Linked DNA regions of Mus musculus: region 2 is linked to region 1. The links are chromatin contacts, called in public Hi-C maps. All regions are on one chromosome and are shown on one strand. Each heading gives the region's core, a stretch centred on a gene start, on an enhancer-like site or on the middle of the called end of the contact. The rest is flanking DNA. Distances are from core to core; before and after follow the strand shown. Region 1 overlaps Cd200r1 (CD200 receptor 1). Region 2 overlaps Btla (B and T lymphocyte associated).

Region 1 (5,425 bases), core at 1,698-4,197:
TGTGTGTGTTTAGGGGAAGTGCCCTAGAGAAGTGCCAGCACGGAGACACAACTGGCAGTTCTTCCATTTAGGAAGAAGCGATTTTCTTTAAGCATCTCTGCTGCTCTGAACTGTTGATGCTGTGGTCATCAGCACTTAGTGTGGTGTGGAGTCAGACTTAGATTGGGGTTTTGTGTACAGACATTCCTGCATCTCGGTCACCACTGTCATTGGGCACAGTGGGGAGCCGAGTAAGCTGGAGTTTTGAGAGATTTCACTGATCAGAACACTGGTCATTTATATCTCTGCCATATTCAGTTGTTAGGTGGGCGGCCTGGGGAAGGGCTTGATCTTCAGCAAAGAAACCAAACCGTCCTTTGAAGTCTCTGAAAAATGAAGGCTGTCTACTTACTGCTCTCAGTCATAGGAGCAAGGGCTATCCCTGGCGGGGATTCTGGGAGGCACATTCTTGATACATGCTAGAGTTGCTGCCTCCTATGTTCTGCATCCCTTCATGAAATTCTGAGCCTCTATCTGGTATTATTCTCCAAATCAGTTCTATCACTTTAGTTTTTATTTTACTTTTAGCGGTTAAGAAGTTCTCCCAGTTTTCTTTTATATGAAGAGTTAACTATTTATGTCTGAAATATTTATTTTACTTTCATTACCAAAGCATATATTTGCTGGGGATGTGTAGAATTATGGGTTGATATTGATCTCCCCTCCCCTTTAACACCCAAAAAAATCTCTAATGGGGAGTCAGCCGGTCTCTTACATCATTTCTCTGAATTTAATCTCCGATCTTCTAGGCCTGTTTACGACATTTTGTTCATATTGCTGGGGTTTGGCCACATTTAATCTGACTAACTGTGGTATTTTCACCTGTAAGAAATTACTTAACTTCATTAGACATGATTTCCTCACTTATGAAACAAATAGGCATGATAATATTAGGAGATTAAGAATTTTTAGACAGAAAGGACTCAAGACACTTCTGTATTAAATTCTCCCATCTTGTATGTGGAAACTAGCCATGTTCAAGGAACTGCCAATAATGTCGCCTAATCTTTCAGTGGATGAATTAGTTGGAATGGCTCTGTGGGACCAACAATAGAAGGGAAAGAGCTGAGCAAGAGTCTCTCTGTGTATGGAAGGTTTTAGAGGCGATGCACGGGAAAGAAGAGTCACATTTAAGAGAGAAACAAGAACAATTAGAGGCTTGAGATTCCTGTTTAGGAAAAATAAGTCACAGCCAAAATGAGGCTTGGTCATTTGAACGACGAGTAAGCAAGGGAGTGTTTGGCCATGTGTCAGTACTGTGCTTTGTACTGGTGATACTTGATGAAGAAAGATGTAGCAGGGCTGGGGATGTAGTTCAGTGGCAGGGCACTGGTCTACCATGTACAAGGGTTTAAACTAAACCCCAGCACTTCAAAAAGACAGCCATAGACTCCACTTATTTGGAGCTTAGAATCTGGTAGGGAGGATAGATGTTACACAAATTCTCGCAAATAATTAAAGAACATAAAATATGTAGGAAAATTACAGGATGGCATAAAAGTGTAACCGGCAAATCTGATCTTGTCAGGGCATCAGGTGGTGATGACAGAGTAAGGGCTGTGAGAAGAGCTCTCTGGGGCTGGTGGAACAGTCTCCATGATACACACAGAGAGCTCAGGTAGAACGGGGGTGAGGAAGTGTGGAGATTTAGCAGAAATTCTGGAAGGTGGAAAGGATGAGGGGAGAAGATACTGAGGAGAGAGTAGTTTACAAAGGACCTATCTATGGATGGTGATGCATACCTTCAGTCTCTGCATTTAGGCCCGTGAGGGAGGTGGTATGCTCCACCAAGGCTACATAGTTAGAGCCTGTCTCAAACAAGCAAGCAAATAAACAAAACGTTTTTTAAAATAGAGGTGGCTGGGTGGTGGTGCATGCCTTTGATCTTAGCTTGCAGGAGGCAGAGGCATGCAGATTTCTGAGTTCGAGGCCAGCCTGGTCTACTGAGTGAGTTCTAGAATAGCTAGAGCTGTGCTATCTCAAAACAAAAACAAAAACAAAACTAACTAACTAGCTAACTAACTAACTAACTAACTAACTAACATAAAGGAGCCCTGACTTTTGGGAGAATACCCACACCAAGATGCCCAAGGAGAAAGGTAGCTTACAGAGAGGGTATTGGAGTAGGATGGGAAGGAGACAGAGAAGAAACACGTAGGCATTGTGGTGGAGGTGAAGAAAGGGGCTTCAGAAGGAGAAAGTGACCATGTGTGTTGTTAACTTAGAGAGCAACCAGGGAGAGATGCCCCAAAGATTAGTAAATATATTTAGGAGTTGCTCCACACTGGCAGTATGTGTCATCGTCAACTATGTGTGTATACAAAGAGGTTTTGGCAAGGGAAGTTTTTAAAGGTGGAAAGAGAAGGATTACACAGGATGCTTTCAAACTATCATCATTGCCTGTAAGGAATCATGACATGAGTGGGCTCTGTCCATATTTTCCCATAGTTGTTGGGTAATTGTCTTGTTTTCTGTGTAAGGTAGCAGTGACCTTATGTATGGTTTTACAGTTCTTTTTTTTTTCTATTTTTAATTTAATTTAATTTAATTTAATTTTTTTACCACACATAAGCATGATATTCCTGCCCATCATAACCTTCTGACTTTATTTACTTTATTTGATTTTTTAAAAATGAAATAGTTAATACCAATAATTCCATTTTAATTCTAACTTCCCCAATCTAAAAACCCAGCCAAGCAACCCAGGTGCACAGATACTGCCTCAAAGCCCCAATTTGCCTATAAAGATGAGGGTGACCTCGAGATTGCAGTTTGAGTAGAAGGCGGGGGAGCAGTCAGGTTGCAGCTACTGCTGGGGAAATAAGTGGGAGGAAAATCGATGCTGAGAGCCCCAGCCACTCATTCTAGAAGTCAGGCAGCAAAGGAAGGGGAAGGGAACTGTAGCAATCGAGGAGAGCAGAATCCGCCCCCAGCCCCACCCCCATCGACATTGGTAAACCTGGGAGTGTATTCAGGATACTTATCTGAGACAATGTGGTGACTCAGTAAAAATATCTTTTTGATCTGGGTGTGTTCATGCAGTTTTAATGTATTTAGTAACTACTGTATATATATATATTCTCTTACTTTATCATGAAGTATCTCTTTCTGTCCAACTTATCCATTGCATGCTACAGGAACCTTGACATCCACGATCCTTTCTAAGGTGTCAACAAAAAAGTTGAAGTGGTAAACACTGGCAGATTCCAAATGATTAAGTCTAGCGAGTTTGATTCCCAAAGCAAACCTTAACTGGTTCCTTCTTTGCTGTTTCCTGGGTACTATTGTAATCTAGTACTTTTAAGCTGTGACATACAGAACTAAGTGGTGGTGGCACATGGCTTTAATCCCTGCATTCAGAAGGCAGAGGCAGGCAGATCTATGAGTTCAAGGCCAGCCTGGTCTACAGAATGAGTTCCAGGACAGCCAGGGCTACACAGGTAAACCCTGTCTCAAAGAAAGAAAGAAAGAAAGAGAGAGAGAGAGAGAGAGAGAGAGAGAGAGAGAGAGAGAGAGAGAGAGAGAGAGAAAGAAAACCAACCGAAACACCACCACCACTACCACCAACACCAACAACAACATGTGCCACTGTGAGTCTCCTAAGGAGCTTAAGTTGCTAGAGACACTCAGGCTTTCAAAGGACAAGACACCTGGGCTTTCATGAATCTTAGTAGGTGACACAGATAGAGCTATAGTTAAGAGTTCTGCCCTAGGTCTTTTTTAGTCTCTATGCTGCCTGGATTATCCCTGTTATTCCACAGTCAAAGGATAGTAACTCCTTTCTGATGGGTTCATCTTCAATGTGATCTTTAACCTCCCAGTGATAAGGCATCTGAGACCTTGCTCCATTTATCCTAGCATGCCTAGGGCCCTGTCAGCTACTTAACTGTTACTTGCTTAAACATCCTTCCCATCCCACGCATCCCATGCCTTCTTCCTCCTTTTCAAAAGGAAACCACTTTACTGTTTGCCTCACACTCTTTCAGTACCTCTAAGATCCTGTTTTCCGAGACAGCTTTCTTCATTAACTTCTATGTCTTTCTATCTTCAAGCACACTTGGTCTTCCCCTGTCCTCAGATACTTCCTCAGTACTCAGGCACCAGCTGTTGCTCTATCTCTGTCCCAAGTTTGATACGAACAGGAAACAAAGCCAAGGTCTCATGGCTCCCATCTTATCTAGGGCAGGATTCTTGTCTAAGCCTCCATTTTGTGTACTCAATCATCTCTGCTCTCTAGGTCCCTTTGAGACTGGTTTCCACCCCTACATCTCTACTCAGATGGCTTCCCTTACAGATCTCAAGGGCCGTCACTGAAATGCTTGTTGCCAACTAATAAAGTTCAAAAATAATAATATAATATAATATATATAAAATAATATAATATAATAATAAACTTCAAAAATATCACCCATTTAACTTGGTCTGCATCCTTTGTATCATGAGATCTTCTGGACTTCTCGACATCACACTTGCTTTCTGCTCTGCTGCACCGTTTCCGCCAAGTTCATAGCCTCCAACAGAGCCCTAGGTGCACACTCTTAAAGGTCTGAGTTTGACCTTTTCTCTAGTTTCCATACCACAGACAGACACTTGGCAGATGACGGGCTTAGCTAGCTTGCAGTCACTCAAGGTTAGTTCCCATCATATTTTTAAAGCGTTAAACTAAAACGTTAAACTAGCTGTCAGTTAATGGGAAACTCAGGAGATTTTGCTGCAAATCCTTAATGTAGTTTCTAGAGTTTTTCGGAGGATTAGGTCCAACAAAGTAGCTGACATTTTTAGCACAGTTAGTATTCGAAAACATTTAAAGATGATTATTTTATAGTTTTCAAAGACTTTTCACATGCATTGTTTCACAACATATAGTTAATTTAGCTCTCTACAGATTAACATTTTGGTTATTTTCAGTTTCTTGAGAAATTAGAACCAATACTGGATTTAACATTTTATTATATGTCTTTGCATATGTGATTCTGCATAACTATTTAGTATGTATCCAGTGGCTATTATCCCTTATGGTCATGGGTAATTTATACATATGTCTACAGTATTTGGCTTATGTTAGGGAACAAGTTTTTCTCCATTGACTGGCTTTGATTATTTGACAATTAGAGGTTTCTCCCACTCTCCCCCCTCTCTCCCTCTCTCTCTCTCTCCCTCTTTCTTTCCTTCCTTCCTTCCTTCCTTCCTTCCTTCCTTCCTTCCTTCCTTCCTTCCTTCCCCCCTCTCTCTCTCCCTCCCTCCTTCTCTCTCTCTCTCTCTCTCTCTCTCTCTCTTTCTTTCTTTCTTTCTTTCTTTCTTTTTCTTTTGGCTAAGTCTATATTAGCAGTTGGCACAAGTAACTGACACAAATGGCTATTTTGTTTCAGAAACTGGAATAAAATTT
Region 2 (5,425 bases), core at 770-3,269, 480 kb after region 1:
TTCATCTTTTGTTATTCTACATTCCATATGCCAAATTTGTTATAAATTGCCTGGCATTTTCTTTGGATTATTTTTCTTTTCCTGTGAACTTGGAACTGTGATTTCCCATTGAATGAACGTTGCGTGTATGCACTGTGACCTCCAATGACCCATGATAAATCATAAAACAAGTGTTTGGGATGACCATAGATGACTTCAGATGTTTGGCCTTTGGAGCTCAATGGTTAAATACCTGCCTAACACTCATGTGGACCTGGACATAACATTAAAAAAATAAAAACAAACAAGCAAACCAAATCCAACACTTTCACCCTTTGATAGTACAAAGTTTAATGAGAATGTAGATATAAAGTGGTTTATAGGAGGGACAAAATGCTTGACATAATGTAGCCTTTCCCTCATAGTCCAATAATGATTATGTTTTGTCGCATCCTTATGTGGTATATCTCTTTTCTTTTATAGGTTGATATTCCAGCCAGTTCCAGGACAAATCACCAAGCACTGCCATCAGGAACTGGAATTTATGATAATGATCCCTGGTCTAGCATGCAGGATGAATCTGAATTGACAATTAGCTTGCAATCAGAGAGAAACAACCAGGGCATTGTTTATGCTTCTTTGAACCATTGTGTTATTGGAAGGAATCCAAGACAGGAAAACAACATGCAGGAGGCACCCACAGAATATGCATCCATTTGTGTGAGAAGTTAAACCTGCCACTGAGCCAGGCAGCCTACACTGCATGAGTGCCTGTCAATACCTCTGTCTGGACCTTCAGTTTCAAATAACCTTCAACCTGGAAAGTTTCAATTAAGATGCTCTGTGCTGGTGCTGCGTCTTAAAGGTCCATGAAGTATTTAGTTAAAATTTCTCCTGAAAACTTTGGGAGAGTTTTGTACAAGACAGACTCTTCCCTGGGAAAACTCATATTACGAATAGCAGAATAATAGGGCTTTTAAAATTGACCATGTCGCACCATGTCGTACCCAATGTGTGAATTCAATATTTTCTTTGGAACTACCAAACAGACTTACAGGGGAGAAAGAAGCGTGTTATTTGGATCTGCTCACTACACATTCTAGAAAAAGAATGGCCCAGTTTGACTAACTAGTCATAAATATAGTAATGATTGTATGCTCTCAGTCAGTCATGATAAGACAATTACCCATGTCAATCTATATAGATAATGCTTTATTATTTTTTTTAATGTGAAAGAAAAATTATCTTGGACTCAATTCAGAAAAAGATTAGAAAGGGTAATTGGTATAATACAGATATAGCATATGCCAGATAGATGTGGTGCCAACGATCCTTATCCCCACCAGTGAGATGCTCACCTTCAGCTGGCTTGATTGAGAAAGTAAGGTAGGTAGTAAAGGGCTCATCCACATATAGTGAGTGGATTTGCAATCAGCGTGGTAGTGTTTGGATCAAGATTAACGCACATGAATGTGATTCAATGCTGCTGGATTAATATACATATGGTACGTATGGGCCTATGAACAAGTGTCCATGGGAATGGATATATTATCAATCTAGAGCGAACTTTTAGCCCACCTTTTGCTTTACGTGAGAGCAAGCTCAAAGGGCAATTTATGAAAGGAGAATCTTGAATATTGAGTTGATCCGTAGGGACTGGCATGCATTCATTAATGCCTGTTTCTTGATTCTGAGGAAGTGAATCAGAAAAAATCATATGTAATGAAGTAGGGCCTATGGAGATCACTCAGGTTTAAATTCTGACATTGCAGCTGTTCAAGAAGATGATTATCAGGTGTTCTGAATTTCCGGATTGAGTCTAATTACTTAAAAATAGCTCATAATTTTATTCATCAGCTTGAGGCTTGAGTTCTCAGACCCTAAAACTGAATAATGGCATAGTCTTAGTATACAGCAGATTGGGCCTGAGTTAGAAGCCACTGGAGCAAACACATAAACTGTCTATGTAATTGCATGCATATATGTGGGTGTGCCTGTGCATGTGTGTGCTAGCATGCAAATGCAAGATGTGACGCCTGGAAATAAGACAAGAGAAACCAGTCCTTTTGCTGTGCTTTTTTTAGTTTGCTTAGAAGGTGCAAAGTACTAGAGAAAATGAGTCATTTATAGAAAATAACACGTAGACTGGTGAGAATGGAAGGGAGTTGAGAATGTATCCATAAACAGTGAATAAAGAGGCCTTACTACACAGCTTTTCTCACCTACTGCTCACCTCGGGTTCCAGTTCCCTGAATCTAGAACAACAAACAATGTTTTCAGACATGTTACAACCACTTCTAGTTAAGCTTGTTCAGGCAGGTGCATTTGTGGGAATTTATGCAAAAAAGACCTTAGAATAGCTGCTCATCTTCAAAATAGAAACAGGAAGGATGGGAGGGGGATGAGTACTGCACTCTGTCTCTCTTATCAGATCAACAGGCAACTTAAGCAAATCTTTCAGAATTGTCTCCGGCTTTAAAAGGAAAATACTTCGCTCTACTCTGTTTAAAACAATCTTTTAAAAACGTTGTGTGTACATGTATATTTGGGTATGCATGTATGTGTGTATATGGTGTATGTGCGTGGTGTACACACATGTGTATGCAGGAGCCAGAAGAGAAAGTCAGGCACCCTTTTCTATTGCACTCCACTTTATTCTGTTAAGGGAAGGTCTCTCATTGAACCTGGAGCTCTGCTAGCAAGCAGCAAGCCAGCGATGGATCCTCCCATCCCTGACCCCCACATTGCTAGACTATATTTGCTCATGCCCAGCTTTTTACAAGGATGTGGAGAACTGAAATTCAGGTCCTCATGATTGCATAACAAGCACTCTCACTTACTAAGCATGTTCTAATATGTTTTACAATGAAAGACGCTGCTCAAGATTTCACCTCAATGAATGATCAATTCTGTTTGTACCTTGTTTGCCAATCACATAGCATTTATGCTCTTATTCCTACTTAGTAAATATGTATGTTGTAGCTCCTCAAATAAATTTGTTCCAGCATTATTTTCATGGTTACCTAACTCACAAGTGGGAGATGATTTCATGATTTCCTTGAACTTTAAGATTGTCACTTGTACCCAGTAAGACAGTAAAATTATTAACATTTACCTGAAAATTGACAAATGACTCCTTCACCCTTTCCCCCAGCAATCAACTGCCAATAGCTCTCCAGGCCAGAGCAGCCATCTTATGTCCCTTCTCCATCCACAAGGGACATTGATGGCACCAATCTGGTATAGGTCTTGTACAAATAACCCCAGCTGCTGTGAGTTTAAGAGGACAACACTCCCGTCACGTCCAGCAGCTAGTATTTTACTATACTCTTTCCTGTGACTCAGGTCTCAGGTTCTTTCCCTGTCCTGCTTCACTCATCTTCCTCGAGCATTGGAAGGGAGTGGGTAGAGATGCCACAGGTATAGCTAAACCCTCAACGACCACTTGTTCTTCACCCTTGTTCTTCAAGCAACAGTTACTTGCTATAACTCTCTGCATTGGCCACACCTACCACAGTGAGAAGTTTCTCTGACCATGGCTGAGAACAGTCCAGGTCTATGGTTTAGATGTAAGTATTCCAGAGCCTGCATGACCAGGTGAAAATTTACTGAGCATTTTATTTCTAATTTTTCTTTTATTTAAAATATATTTAATACAACATATTCTGATTACAGTTTTTCCTTCTTCAACTTCTCCCACCTCCCCTCTCATCTAGATCCACACCCTTTCTGTCTCTGCTTAGAAAACAAATAGGTATCTAAAAAATCATAATAAAATAAGACAAAAACGAATCAGAATAGGACAAAACAAACAGAAGAAAAAAAACAAAGAAAAAGCACAAGACACATACATAGATGTATGCAATGACTCACATGTTCACACACACACACACACACACACACACACACAAAGGAATGTCATGAAAACCCAGAATCAGAAGCCATAATATAAATCCAAAGGGTCTGTAAGGTTTTTTTTTTTAATGCCCTGACAAAACAAAGTTGTCATTGAGTTCATTTTGTGGTGGTCATATACAGCTAGGAATAGGGTCTGCCCTTAAGAGTGGTTTGTAGATCCAGTGAGATTCCACTGGAGAAAATTAAGTTTTCATTTTTGAGTGGTAATTAATTGGAGATAGCTTCAAGATTAAGGGGCTTGTATCTACTACTTTCAGTTCTAGAAACCCATCTTGTGCAGATCTAGAACCCCTGGGCATGCTGCCTGAGTCTCTGTGAGATCATACACGTGTCTGCCCTACTGTGTCTAAAAGGCCTTATTTTGCCTTTCCTAGCCACACTAGGAGAAGATACACCTTATCCTACTTTAACTTGGTAGATCAAGGTGGGCTGATATCCATGGGAAGCCTCCCCTTCTCTGAGGAGAAAGGGAGGATAGGAAGATGAAGGGAGGTGAGGTGAGAGCAAGGGGCTGGGAGAAGGGGAGGGAGGTGAAGCTGATGAGATCTGGATGTAAAGCAATTACTTAAAGAAAAAGTAAACTAGAATGAGAGTGAAATAGAGAGATAGAAAGAGAGAGAGAAATAGAAAGAGAGAGAGAAATAGAGAGAGGGAGAGAGAGACTTGCTTCCTTGTCCTCTATCCTCTCTTAAAATGATTTGCCTCCTGTTCCAGCAGGATTCCCTGAGCCCCGAGGGGAGGGGCTTGATGGAGGCATCCCGTTTAGCACTAAATGTTCTAAGATCTCTCACATTATACATACTGTCTGTCTGTGAGTCTCTGTATTTTTCCCCCATGGACAACACAAAAAGACTCCGGCATTTTTGTAGACTTTGCCTCATATTGCTTTGTTTGACCTCAGTGGTCTTTTGTTTGTATATTATAGCTAATGATCTTTATAATGGATTTTGTTCGCTTGTGCGTGCATGTGCACATGTGTGTTGTATGTGTGTTTGTTTCTTGGGGTTCTTTTCTAAAATTTTTTATTCCGTTTTGTTTTCCTATTTGTTTTCTAGAGAAATAAAGAAAGAAAGGGTGTAGAATTGGGCAGGTGGGGAAAATTTTGGAGGAGGCATTTGGGGAGGGGAAACTATGATCAGAATATATTTTATGAAAAAATTTCATTAAAATATATAAAAAGAATTAAAATAATTAAAAGTTAATTTTTAGCCGAGAAATATTAAGAAGAAAACACTAACATTTTCCATGTGCTCTTTTCTGCAATATTCTCAGCTGCATGCCCTCCCCTCTGCCCCCAACAACCTGTAGGATAGGAGAATTTTAATCGAATGAGAACCAAAGGTGAGATGTCATTACCAACCTATGTCTCTAGTTTGTCTTAGGGTATATATTCTTGGTGCTGTCGTTTTTATGATTTTCACTTGTACACATTGCTAGGGCAACCTACAGAGCAACCCTGCTATGTCTCCTCCTGGACACTGTCTCATGCTCCACGTCTTTACCCTTTCTGTTCTCTTAACTCCTTGAG

What was found. Hi-C and Micro-C count contacts between places; a contact is called where the count stands out from the background.
Region 2: a contact with region 1 is called in a Hi-C map of CD4 T cells, with 4 times the contacts expected there. The contact joins two enhancer-like sites. A contact is called at or near these places in 1 of 39 promoter capture datasets (stem cell-derived epiblast-like cells), 1 of 484 Hi-C or Micro-C datasets (CD4 T cells) and 1 of 9 other capture datasets (embryonic stem cells).

Annotation. Positions count from the first base shown.
Region 1 is chr16:44,769,819-44,775,243 of GRCm38.p6, forward strand. All of the region lies in intron 1 of Cd200r1 (CD200 receptor 1), which reads left to right. Among named protein-coding and RNA genes, the nearest start is that of Cd200r1, 6.8 kb to the left of the region's middle. Within about 2 kb of position 2,948, at least 20 of the 459 cell types and tissues checked have an H3K27ac peak or open chromatin away from gene starts, as enhancers often do.
Region 2 is chr16:45,249,887-45,255,311 of GRCm38.p6, forward strand. Btla (B and T lymphocyte associated) reads left to right here. Exons shown (of 6, transcript NM_001037719.2): 6 at 463-3,009. The coding sequence ends at 711. Among named protein-coding and RNA genes, the nearest start is that of Btla, 28 kb to the left of the region's middle. Within about 2 kb of position 2,020, at least 61 of the 459 cell types and tissues checked have an H3K27ac peak or open chromatin away from gene starts, as enhancers often do.